2 separate regions of the Pan troglodytes genome follow, and region 1 is linked to region 2. Evidence: chromatin contacts called from public HiChIP or PLAC-seq data. All regions are on one chromosome and are shown on one strand. The core of a region is the stretch at or near the end of the contact, and the rest is flanking DNA. Distances in the headings are between cores, read along the strand shown.

Region 1 (6,480 bases), core at 2,760-5,259, 110 kb after region 2:
AGGCCTGGGTGCAAAACAAGGCAATAAATTACCTATCTCCTCTGCTCCCCAAGATAAGCTCCCAAGGAAATGACCCAAAAGAAAACCAAAGTTCAAGTGTATCACAACAGCTCTGCTTACCATAGCAAAACACTGGGAAATTCCAGCCATGAGAAATTGCCAACTGAGGCACAACAAGGAGGGAACACATTGCAGCCCTTGAAACAGAGCACGTGGACTAAGCGGGCTGGGTGCGCGGCTGCACCTGTGGCTCTGAGCCCACAGGACCCTGACACTGAGCAAACAGGACAGTAGAACACACTGTTTATAGCTGGGCGTGATGGCACATGCCTGTAATCCCAGCACTTTGGGAGGCCGAGGCGGGCAGATCACCTGAGGTCAGGAGTTCGAGACCAGCTTGGCCAACATGGTGAAACCCTGTCTCTACTAAAAATACAAAAATTAGCCGGGTGTGGTGGTGCACACCTGTAATCCCAGCTACTTGGGAGGCTGAGACAGGAGAATTGCTTTAACACAGGAGGCAGAGGTTGCAGTGAGCCAAGATTGTGCCACTGCACTCCAGCCTGGGGGACAAAGCAAGACTGTCTCCAAAAAAAAAAAGAACACACTGTTTATAACATTGAGCATGTGCGGAAGGAAATGTGAAGACATGTCAGCCCAACTTCCCTCATGGGTTCCTTTCCTGTAAATTCGCTGCAGGCCCCATGAGCTCTAGGAGCAAAGGGGCCCAAGGGGCCTGAGACGTGCCTGGCAATGGGCAGTGTCTATGTTCCATTACTTCTACCCAAGGAGCAGCCACAGGTCCCTGGAGGGGGTGCCAGAATTGACTCCTGAACTGCAACTGCTCTCACCTCCTTAGGCCAGGCTGGGGAAGGAAGAGCTCTTTAAAATAAAGTAACGTGCCATGGAGGCCCTTTTCAGAGGGGACTGAAAGTCATCTCTCCTGTTGCCCTGTGCACACACCAGTCATGTCCTTACCCAGGAAGAGTTTTGCCACCTTTCAGCTGAGAAAAGCCATCAAACACCGTCCTTTCTGCAGTCCTTCCTGAGTCAGCTCTTGCCCCACCTGCCCTCAGAGTTCCTCCAGGTCTGAGCTCGGAGGCCAATGATGGGAAAGGTAAAAGCCTCCCAAGCCCTCAGGTGTGGCTTTAAATTTTATCAAGTGGGGGCGTGCCTGTGGGAGTGGAGGAGGTGCAGTACATCCCTCAGTCCACCAGCCCCTAGTGCCCTGAGGAGCTGGGGACTAGACTCCAGAGAAAACCCAGTACAAAGCACAGACCAGCAGTGGGTCCTGCTTCTTCCTGCCCACAAAGCCCTGGGACCAAATCCGCTTCCATCCCCACCCACACCCTCCGGGTCCAGACTGTCCTTGCAGTCACTCAACCTACAAGTCTACTGTGCAAAGGGTAAAGTGTTGCCCAAATGCAGGCACTGGGAGCTGGAGGTGCTGCATGGGCGGGTTCCATGTTCATTCACTGCTTACCCACTCCCTGCTGTGAACCCTGAGGCCCAAATCCCCAAACAACCTGCAGGTCTCATCTTTGGCCTCTCAGGTGCTACCTCCTCCTCCAGGAAAAAGTGCGGACCTAGAACCCAGCCTACCCCAACACCCTGAGACACCGTGATGGCACGAGCCCCTCAGCTCAGGCCAGAGCCACATTTCAGTTCCACACTTAGAGCCTGGAGAAACACAAGCTCTGCCTCAGGAGCTATGAGACCTTCCCATTGGGCCTCAGCTTCCTCTCACCTGTAACGGGGGTTGGCTTGGAGCTGATGCATCAATCCCTGACTCAGACGTAGTGAGAAGCAAAGAAAGAATGGTAGTGATGACAGAATACCCTGCCTCTGCTTATTGAGGACCTACTCCTTAAAGGCTCACAGACTTGGCTAGGCATGGCAGCTCATGCCTGTAATCCCAACACTTTGGGAGGCCAAGGGGGGCAGATCATTAGAGATAACGAATTCAAGACGAGCCTGGCCAACATGGTGAAACTCCATCCTACTAAAAATACAAAATTAGCCGGCCATGGTGGCGCATACCTGTAATCCCAGCAACTTGGAAGGCTGAGGCAGGAGAATTGCTTGAACCCAGGAAGTAGAGGTTGCAGTGAGCTGAGATAGGACCACTGCACTACAACCTGGGCAACAAGAGTGAAACTCCGTCTCAAAAAAAAAAAAAAAAAAAAAGTCCAGGTCCTCACTCCTTTCCCCTATGTAGTAATAGCAGCCACCCCCCTAAGTCAGGACCACACAGCCCTAATAACACAGACTGGCTCAGCCTCCCCGCCTCCAGAAGAGTCTCAAAGGAGGGGTAGCCATAGCCCTCAGGACTGAGTGTGCATTATAGACAGCCACAGCCCCACCAGGACCTACATCACAATCAAAGCCATGAGTTACCACGACTTGGTCTGGTCAGAAACATGGCCTTCCCCTGCCAGGACTCACAGTGTGGCCAGAAATACACACACCCTTCCCCCAGGACTCATATCATGATCAAAGCCATGGCTCCAGGCTGCTGCAGCAGGATGAGCACAAAGAACTCTCCCCTTGCTTATCATACATAAGCAGAGGCAGGATCACAGGGAGACCCAGGCATGTCACTCAATCTCCTGATCTCCATTTCACTGTCTGTTAAACTAGATGTTCTCTGAGGTCCTGGACAAGCTGCAAATTCATTACAATGTTTCAGTTACTCCTAAAACAAATCTTTCTTTTCCTGGTAATAAAAAAGTTGCAGGCCAGGACCCACGCCTGTAATCTCAACACTTCAGAAGGCCAAGGCCAGAGGATCCACTTGAAGCTATGAGTTGGAGACCAGCCCAGACAACATAGCAAGACCCTGTCTCTACAAAAAAAAGAAAAAAGAAAAAAAAAAAGCTGGGTGTGGTGGCGCACCTATAATCCCAGCTAATCGGGAGGTTGAGGTGGGAGGATTGCTTGAGCCCAGAAGGTCGTGGCTGCAGTGAACTATGATCACGCCACTGCACTTGCTCCAGCTTGGGCCACTGAGCGAGACTCATCTCTTAAAAAAAAAAAAAAACTGCCAGCTCATTTAAGGACAGGCAGAAACTCAAGGAAGCGGTTTAAACACCTGGGACCCTAGGAGAGGTGAGCCCCTTAACAATTCCATGAATTTCAGCATTCTCCTAGCTGTTTCACTCTCCAGTTTTACTGTACACCCATGACCCCAGGTGGATACTTACATGTCCCGGGACACAGACACAGGCCCACACGGCATACTTTTCTGTCTCTATCCTGAGCACATCTCTGCTGAAGTTCCTGCCCAAGCTCAGCTTTAAGGCCAAGAGGCACCCTTCCTCCTGTTGGAAAACTAGCCCACCTTTGAAAGTTCTGGGCTCAGAGAGGCCAAGTAATTCACCTAGGGCCACACAGCTCAGTTCCAGTCCAACAACCCGGCCCACACTCCTTGGCCAGGAGAGAGGGAAGGGCCTGGGGTGCCCACAGGGTCCTCCCCAGGCTGGGGGCGATGGGGATTGGAGAGGGAAGCAAGGGGGCTAGAGCCCTCCCCGAGGTGATGGTGGCCAGACCTAGCCACCGCCAAGCCGATATGCCCCCACACACCTGTCCCCGCCCCCTGCTCTGCCACACCTGTCTCTGGCCCACCACTGTCACGACCGCCTCACCTGTCCCCAGCAGCCTCCCCAGTCACGGCAACCTCACCTGTCCCCGGTTCCCCATCTGTCTCCCGCCCCTTCTCCATGCGAGACCCCCGCCCAGGCCGCCCTACCCACCCATCCCGGTGCACCTCCCACCTCCTCCCAGAGGACCCCGCCTCACCACCGCGCTGGCAAGCGTGCAGAGCGGGCCGCCCATTGCTGTATGGCATCCAGATCTTCTTCAGGGGGTTCTGTGTCAATTCCCGTGGGGACGCCATCCCGGGGCCGGGATGAGTCGGACTGCGCCGCTTCCAACCCAGCAGCCGGGCCACCTCGGGCCACCCGAGGTCCCGCCCCTTGGGCCCCGCCCCTCCTCAAGCCGCGACAGCCCATGTCTATCTTCCCGCAGGTCCCGCCCCAGAGTGAGTAGGCTCCGCCCCAGCTGAAAGGGGCCCGGCCTCCGACCACGCATGCCCAACTCACCTACCCGCCCGTTTTGGAACAAGTGGGCCCAGTTCTTCAGGCCAGGATCGAGAATGCGCATGCTCAACTCCGGATTGCACTGGCCCCGCCCCAGTTCAAGGCCCGGATTGTGCAGGCCCGCCCCGGATGCGCAAACTCAGCGCTCCCAACCTGCCCGCGCTGATTTGCATAGGCCCCACCGACGGGCTCCGCCCTGGCGCTGCATCCCTGAGCAGCGGCACGCGTGAATTCTGCTACCTCCTTGCTAGGGAGCCCAGGGCCCCCAGGAGGGAGGGGTTTTCATGCAGTGGGACGAGGCCTACGTGACCCGCACGGCCAGGTTGGTCAGAGCCGACAGGGGCCAGTAGGCCTGCAGTCCCAGCCGTCAACTCCGCTGCGCCCTCCTGCCCCTGCTCGGGGTCCCCCTTGACTGCTCCGAGCCCCGGGACTCTTCCGCCGTCCATAGGAGCATGCTCAACCACGCTGGAAAAGCTCTTTTACCTCATGGATAGAGACTCAAAACACATTTCAATATTGTTCCTCTTTCTTTGCTTTGGCTGCTGGGAGCACATGCGTGGGACTTTTTTTTTTTGAGACGGAGTTTCGCTCCTGTTGCCCAGGCTGGAGTGCAATGGCGCTATCTTGGCTCACTGCAACCTCCGCCTCCCGGGTTCAAGGGCTGCTCCTGCCTCAGGTTCCCAAGTAGCTGGGATTACAGGCGCCCACCACCACGCCCTGCTAATTTTTGTATTTTTAGTAGAGGCGGGATTTCACCACGTTGGCCGGGCTGGTCTCGAACTCCTGACCTCAGGTGATACGCCCTCCTCAGCCTTCCAAAGTGCTGGGATTACAGGCGTGAGCCACCGCGCCCGGCCGTGCGTGGCACTTAGTAACCAAGTACTTTGGGTACTCACTGAGCCCTGGGAGTATCTTAATTGTCTTTCCAGAATTTCATTTTTTACAATTTTTTTTTGTTTTTGTTAGTATTTTGGTTTTTTTAACTAAAGTTTTACATATTTTTTGAAAATAATATGTTAATAACATTTTCTCTTCATCAGGAAAATGGGATGTGCACATTGTCTATCTTACAGTATTACAGTATAAATTAAGTATGTCAATCTCTAAGAAATTCATTTTAAAATACGTTATGGTTGCCTTTTACTATATTTGTATCTCCCTCTTGTCTTTGAAAATGCACTGGGGACAAGGAACAAGGGAGAGATCCAGAAGTTCGTAAACCCCTGGCTCACTTTCTTGTTTGGCCCCCACCGGACTCCTGCAGTTTCCCGCCTCCTCGGGATCCCCAGCCCCGCCTCTCCAAGCTTTGTACACTCTCTGCCCCAGCCCCCACCAACACGGCTTCAACCTGAGCCACACTGCCCTCTAGCGATGTCATCCACAACACCCCTGGCAGGTGCCCTGCATCCTCAGGTTCTCTCTGCCCAGTGTGTACCCAGCCAGGAGCCAGGTGTTGAGGGCATGGGACTGGCAACAAGACTGGCCTCGTGGGCTATAGGTGTAGCACCCACTCCCATGCCCTCCCTGCCACAGCCCTGCCTTGGATCAGTCCAAGTCCACCCAGCTCTTTAAAGCTTGGCAAGGACCCTTAAGATGACTGACACAGATGTCTTGCCCACTTCATAGGAACTGAAGATTCCGAAGGTCCACATGCTGGAAGCCCATCTGGACCCTCCCCCAAACCAGCTCTAGCTGCTTGCCCTGGGAACACCCTGCCCCAGGCAGGGTCAACAACTTCCTCCTTCCTCATCCTCCTTTTGCGGTATCTACCCGCTTATTCCTCCACCCCAGTCCCAGCAGATCTGAGCACATCCATGGGCGGCTCCTGATGAGCTGGGTGCCCCTCGTGACCTGCTCCCTACTTCTCCAAAGCCACTCATTCTGTTCGTGACACAGCCAGCCCTCTTGTCTTCTGGCCACTGCCAAGGCCATCTTGGGGCCACCGTGGCCTCTGAGACCTCATTACCACATGCCCACACCCTGTCTATCCCGCAGCACTCATTGCAAAAGCTATCTCCTCTGATATCTACAGACACCCAGCACCTCCTCCGGCCTGTCCATTCTCTTCCCAGACCTCCTGGGATGCTAATCAAGGGCTGGGGGTAGAGGACAGCTGGCCTGGGCAGGGGGCCAGGGCTATCTCTGGGAAGGCATCCTCACACGAGGATGAGCCTGGTTCCCAGGAAATGCAACAGCTCTGCACCTTCCTCTCTTCCCCAGAAAGTCTACCCGTGGCTGACCCAGGCACCCTCCTTCAAGGCCCTATGTCCAGCTGGAAGGCCACAGGTCAACATCAGGAGATGCCTGGGGTTCCCCCCGAAGGCCACCGTCCACATCTGCTCTGAGGATATTCTCCATCTCCCCTCCCATGGCCCTGTTTGTC
Region 2 (6,127 bases), core at 1,641-4,140:
CCGTAAGAACTATATTTTTCCCTAATTGTGACTATTTTTCTTTTGCAGCCACAGGTGGAATTAAGAAATCTGGCAAAAAGTAAGCTGTTCCTTGTGCCTGAGGAGATGGTGACCCTTTATTTCATCTGTATTTAAACCTCTCTATTCCCTGCCATAACATCTTTTGCCACGTATAGCTGGAATTAAGTGTTGTCTTGGAGCTGTTGTACATTTAAGAATAAACTTTTGTAAAAAAAAAAAAAAAAAATCTTACAGTGGCTCATCATCTCTTTAGTTGTTTTCACTAAGTCATTCCTACCATAACTGTGAATTTAAAGTAAAACCAGCTCAGAATCTTGCCAGAGTCTGTTCTTTGGTCCTTGTTCTACCCTAAACTTTGTATCACCTGAAATTAAACCAACTCATTTGAAAGGATGGCGTTCTTGTGTGGTTGTATACCTGACAGAATACCTTACATGAGTTTAGTGGAAGAATTTGCACTTTTTTTTGGTGGGGGAGGGGGTGGAGTCTCACTCTCACCCAGGCTGGAGTGCAGTGGCATGATCTCTGCTCAATGCAACCTCCACCTCCCGGGTTCAAACTATTCTCCTGCTTTGGCCTCCCAAGTAGCTGTGGTTACAGGCACCCGCCACCATGCCTAGCTAATTTTTTGTATTTTTAGTAGAGAGGGGTTTCACCATGTTGGCCAGGCTGGTCTCAAGTGATCTGCCTCAACTCCTGACCTCAAGTGATCTGCCTGCTTCAGCCTCCCAAAGTGCTGGGATTACAGGCATGAGCCACTGTGCCTGACCAGAATTTGCTTTTAAAAGAAAACCCATCTTTATGTTGTCACATCCAAATTGCCGTATATTTTGATGAGACTTGTTCATCTGTTCATGTAAGGCGTCTGCTATATGCAGGCACTGGGGTATGTAACAGGGAACAGTTCCTGTGGAAGAGGCAGGGCAGGGCAAATTACATGATCCTTCAAGTTGCTAGCAGTGAAGTCCCCATGCGCACCAAACAGGTCCAGGGCAGCAGCTGCGGGAAGCCCCAGCCCACTTGCTGGTGGATGGAGGGGGTGCCAGTGCCAGGCAAGGGGTTGGGGGTGAGGCAAAATGGGGGCTCACTCTACCTCCTGCTGCCCAGGACTGGAGTCCCAGGCATACCTACCGCTTGCCCCTCACTAAATGCAAAGACAGAGACCATCCATAATGTGTGCTAAATGTTTTTAAACGCTTAGCTTGGTGTGATGGTGCACTTCTGTAGTCCCAGCCATTTGGGAGGCTGAGGTGGGAGGATCACTTGAGCCCAGGAGTTCGAGGCTGCAGTGAGCCAAGATCACACCACTGCACTCCAGCCTGGGAGACAGAACAAGACCCTGTATTTAAAAAAAAAAAATTAATTCAGAAGCACAAGTATTTGGATTTCCCTCCCAGGCCCTTAATACAATTATGTTAATAATGCTCAGCTTTCTCTCAGAATATTTTCAAAGAGAGCTCTGGAACCATTATGAGACTGCTAAATCAAAACTAGGTTTTAGAATATTGAAAACTTTCATGATTAATGTACTAGATATTAACGCGGGAGAGGGGGCAGGGGGAAGCCTGTGTTGGTCCTCTCCAGAAAGTTGCACAGCCAGTAGCACCCTTCAGTAGGCTTCAGGCATTCCCTATGGGGCCTTGCTAGCTGGCACCCAGCCGTATGCTGCTAAAACAAACCTGAGCACCAGTGATTCACACTTCCTGAAAGCAAGGTGCTTGGTGGAACCTATCCCTCTTTAACAAATGAACAGTCCTGTCTCTTTCCAGGACCAGAGTCCTGCAGCAATTAAGCATGCAACACTTGGGAAGCTATCTGACGGAGACTACCAGTTGCTCCAAAAAATTTTAAACTCCTTAGACATTACAGGCCCTGATAGCACTCTCTTTTTCATTTACTCTTTTCATTTAATGCTTTCACAAATATTCCCAGGACACTCACAGGTGAAGTTTGGCACTGAGCAGGTAAGGCTGAAAGAGTCTTGCTCCTGTTACTCTCCATTGCCAAATTCTCTATTGCGGCTAACTTCTGCACACCACAGCTGCCCAATAAAATCTGTCAGGCACGCAAGCCCACCTCAAATTGCTGCTCCTTTGTGAAGCTTTACCTCTGTTCGCCACAGGTAACTGTTACCTGGCCTTTGTGTGGCCTCCCTTTCAATGTAGAATTCTCGTGTTAGTCTTATGTGTCAGCCTCCTACCCCTCTATCCTGCTAACTTGACTCAACTTGTAGGACAGCCCAGGTGCCATTTACAGGGGGACTTCCTTGACCTCCTGAGCCCTATTCTATACAACCAGAGCTTAGGAAAAAAAACAGTCCAGCACTCAGAGGAATGGATGTTAACAGCCTGAGCAGCTCCCACCCCCTCCCACACAAGAACAGCTCCAAACATCATTCCTCCTTGGACTTTCCTCCTCCCTGGGCCTACCTCAAATGTACACATGTGAAACATTCACTAAACCCGAAGATGTCTGCACACGACAGCTCTATTCATACTCCTCACCCAACAAATTCCACTCTCCTCAAGAAAGCCTAGGGGTTTGTGGGAGGTGGGTCTGGCGGCAGAAGGAAAGCGAGGTCACGGAGACCACATCCCTGAATGATGCCTGGCTCGACTCAAACGCAACACGCGTGAATGCTAGGGCAGGCTGCTCCTGCGCGGCCCTCCTCCACGGAGTGCCAGGGAGGGAGCGCAAAGCCACCAGCGCGGCGGAGCTGGTGCGCCTCCGGCCCGCCTCTCCGGTAACGGGTCGCGCCGCACCGAGTCCTTGCAGCAAACCTGCCGAGTCCCGCCCGTGGACCTCTAAACACCGGGCGGGGCCGGGTGTGGCGGCGCGCTCGGACGTTCGTCATTCCTCCGCGCCCTCCGCCTGCCAGCTGATTGGCCCCTGGGCCGGGGGCGGGGCACTCGCTGCGGAGGCAAGCGGCGGCGCGCGGACGGTTGGTCTAGTTCTTCGGCCTGGCGGCAGGCAAGTCTAACTCGGCGCTGTCGGATACTTGGGGTGAGCGGAAAGCATGGCGGGGACCTCCGCGCCAGGCAGCAAGAGGCGGAGCGAGCCCCCGGCGCCTCGCCCCCGCCCGCCGCCGGGCACCGGGCACCCCCCGAGCAAGCGGGCCCGGGGCTTCTCCGCAGCCGCTGCCCCGGACCCTGACGACCCGTTCGGCGCGCATGGGGACTTCACTGCCGACGACCTGGAGGAGCTTGACACCCTCGCGTCACAGGCCCTGAGCCAATGTCCGGCCGCGGCTCGGGACGTGTCCAGTGAGTGCTCCTCGCGGCCTTTTGCTCGGAGGGAGTTGTCAACCGCGCCAGATCCCCTTGATGGCTGTGGCTTCGGAACCTCGCGGCCAGCACTGCCTTTTCGCCTTTTTAAAATATGGGAACACCCTGATTTAAGCAGCGGTTGTCTTCCAGAAGGTCCTTTGAATTTAGGGGGAAATGCATTAGCCAGGTCAAACAGCCGATTTGAAACACAGAAGGCTAAGTTGACATTTTACTTTATTTTCTAAAGTTTAGGCCACTTGGTTCTTGGTTCTAAGCAGAGATCCTTGGAACACACCTACCACCACCATCAGAACCATCACTACCCATGCATGGGGACCCATTCTTGTGACAAGTTTGAGCGGCTTTAGATCTTATGAAGCCCACTGTCTCCCTTGGGCAGTGTGAGCATGGGAGGAGCCTGACACAGGCAAGAGATGAAATAAATTTATTCTTTTATACAACCAGTAAACTGTGCTAGGTGCCCAAACGTGAGGAACTGCAGCTGACCTTACAATGAACAAAATACAAAAACTGTCCTTCATGGAGCTTACATTCTAGTTGAGGAGTGAGTGAAGTCTTGAGGACTCCCAGAAAGAGAAATGTTTTGAGTGCACCTTGCATCTGTACTTGGGTGTCTCAAGGCACCTTAAACTCAACACGATCATTTCCTGGAAACCCAGTCCTCCTCCAGCACTTCTAGCATGGTGCCGGCAAAGCAGACATTCAGAGAATGATGACCAGATGTTCCACAAGGAAGTAACTAGCACGACTCTCCATCCAGTGGCACAAAGGGACTCTTCCCCTTTCCTTGACTCTACATCTAATTTATTTGGAAAGCCTGTCAAGCTTACCTTCTTAATCCTTCTCTGGAATCTATCCTATTCACATTGCTTCTACCAACTGCCTGATCTGTGTTACCATGAGTCCTCCCTTGAACAATGGTCTGCTAAATTGGTTTCCCATTTCCAGTCTTGACTCCCTACAAGTGAGGCTTCACATCACATTCTGAGTGATCTTTTCAAAACTCAAATCTGGCTGTGTCTTACACAGATATACGTGAACACCTTTTTTTTTTTTTTTTTTGACGGAGTCTCACTCTGTCACCCAGGCTGAAGTGCAGTGGTGCCATCTTGGCTCACCACAGCCTCTACCTCCCAGGTTCAAGAGATTCTCTTGCCTCAACCTCCCGAGTAGCCTCAGCCTCCCAAGTAGCTGGGATTACTTGTGCCCGCCACCATGCCTGGCTAATTTTTGTATTTTTAGTAGAGACGGGGTTTCGCCATGTTGGCCAGGCTGGTCTCAAACTGCTGACCTCAGGTGATCCACCCGCCTTGGTCTCCCAAAGTGCTGAGATTACAGGCATGAGCCACCCGCACCCAGCCATGAACACCCCTAATGAAAGCCCTTTAATAATTTCTTATTTCTTCTAGTGTGAAGACCAAAATCCTTAACATGGCCTGCAAGGCCCAGCCTGGTTTGGCCCTTTCTCACTCTCTGGGTCCTGGCTGCACTAACATTCTTTGAATTCTCTCTGCTTCTTTACAATACAGGAACTTTATACATTGTTCTGTCTTTGTACATTGAGTATACTTTTCATTCATTCATTTCCACTCATCTGGTTAATTCCTACTTGTCCTTCAGCTCTCAGCTCCTTCAAGTCTTCCCTAGGGAAATGTTCCAATCATCCCACTTAAGTCAGATTGCTGTCATATTATAGGCTTTCCTGTATTTGTTCTCTTCTGCAGTTCTTAATCACAGTTGTAATTTTACATTTATCTGTGTGATTATTTGTTGAATGTCTTTTAAGCTCTGTGAGTGTAAGGAAGTATCAATTTTGCTCACTATTGTACCTGTAGAGCCTAACATGCCTGGCGTATTGCATATGGTCAGTAACTATTACTGAATAATAAATAGATCATTGAGTTCTGGCCAATGAGATCTCCTCAGGCTTTAGATGAGACTCTTGGAATTGGATGAAGGATAGGGAAAGAATAATAGGATCTGTTGTTTTAGAAGGATCATTTATGAGTTTCAGCCGGGTGTGGTGGCTCATGCCTGTAATCCCAGCACTTTGGGAGGCCAAGGTGGGCTGATCACTTGAGGCCAGGAGTTTGAGACCAGGCTGGCCAATATGGTGAAACCCCGTCTCTACTAAAAATATAAAAATTAGCCGGGCATGGTAGCACACGCCTGTAATTCCAGCTACCTAGGAGGGTGAGGCACAAGAATCGCTTGAATCTGGGAGGTGGAGGTTGCAGTGAGCCGAGATCACGCCACTGCTCTCCAGCCTGGGCAACAGAGCGAGACTCTGTCTCAAAAAAAAAAAAAAAAAAAAAAGAAGGATCATTTATGAGTTTGAACCATGTTCTTAGGTTGAAAAACACCTATATTGCTTACTAGATCTTTCTCTGCTTTGCTCTCAAGAGTAATTCTTCCCAGCACTTTGGGAGGCAAAGGCAGGAGGATTGCTTAAGCCCAGGAGTTCAAGACCAACCTGGGCAACATAAGGAGACCCAATCTCTACAAAGAATTTTAAAATTAGCCAGGCATCCAGGCACAGTGGCTGACGCCTGTAATCCCAACACTTTGGGAGGCTGAGGCAGGTGGATCGCGAGGACAGGAAATCAAGACCAGCCTGGCTAACATGGTGAAACGCCATCTCTACTAAAATCCAAAAAAAAAAAAAAAAAAAAAATAGCCAGGCATGGTGGCACACACCTGTAGTCCCAGCTACACAGGAGGCTAAGGCAGGAGGATCACTTGAACCCAGAAGGTCAAGGTGGCAGTAAGCAGTGATCACACCACTGCACTCCAACCTGGGTAACAGAGCAAGACCCTAT

What was found. HiChIP or PLAC-seq counts read pairs in DNA pulled down with a chosen protein or histone mark.
Region 1: an H3K4me3 HiChIP or PLAC-seq map of stem cell-derived excitatory neurons shows a contact between it and region 2, with 3 times the contacts expected there. The contact joins the promoter of PFKFB4 here to the promoter of ATRIP in region 2. A contact is called at or near these places in 1 of 7 Hi-C or Micro-C datasets (stem cell-derived neural progenitor cells) and 1 of 1 datasets of contacts at active chromatin or transcription factors (stem cell-derived excitatory neurons).

Annotation. Positions count from the first base shown.
Region 1 is chr2:52,581,713-52,588,192 of NHGRI_mPanTro3-v2.0_pri, forward strand. It overlaps PFKFB4 (6-phosphofructo-2-kinase/fructose-2,6-biphosphatase 4), which reads right to left and starts at 4,010. Exons shown (of 15, transcript XR_010155191.1): 1 at 3,799-4,010. UCN2 (urocortin 2) reads right to left here. Exons shown (of 1, transcript XM_054681834.1): 1 at 5,433-6,480.
Region 2 is chr2:52,472,819-52,478,945 of NHGRI_mPanTro3-v2.0_pri, forward strand. It overlaps ATRIP (ATR interacting protein), which reads left to right and starts at 2,891. Exons shown (of 12, transcript XM_063805739.1): 1 at 2,891-2,991. It overlaps TMA7 (translation machinery associated 7 homolog), which reads left to right. Exons shown (of 4, transcript XR_002943114.3): 4 at 49-247.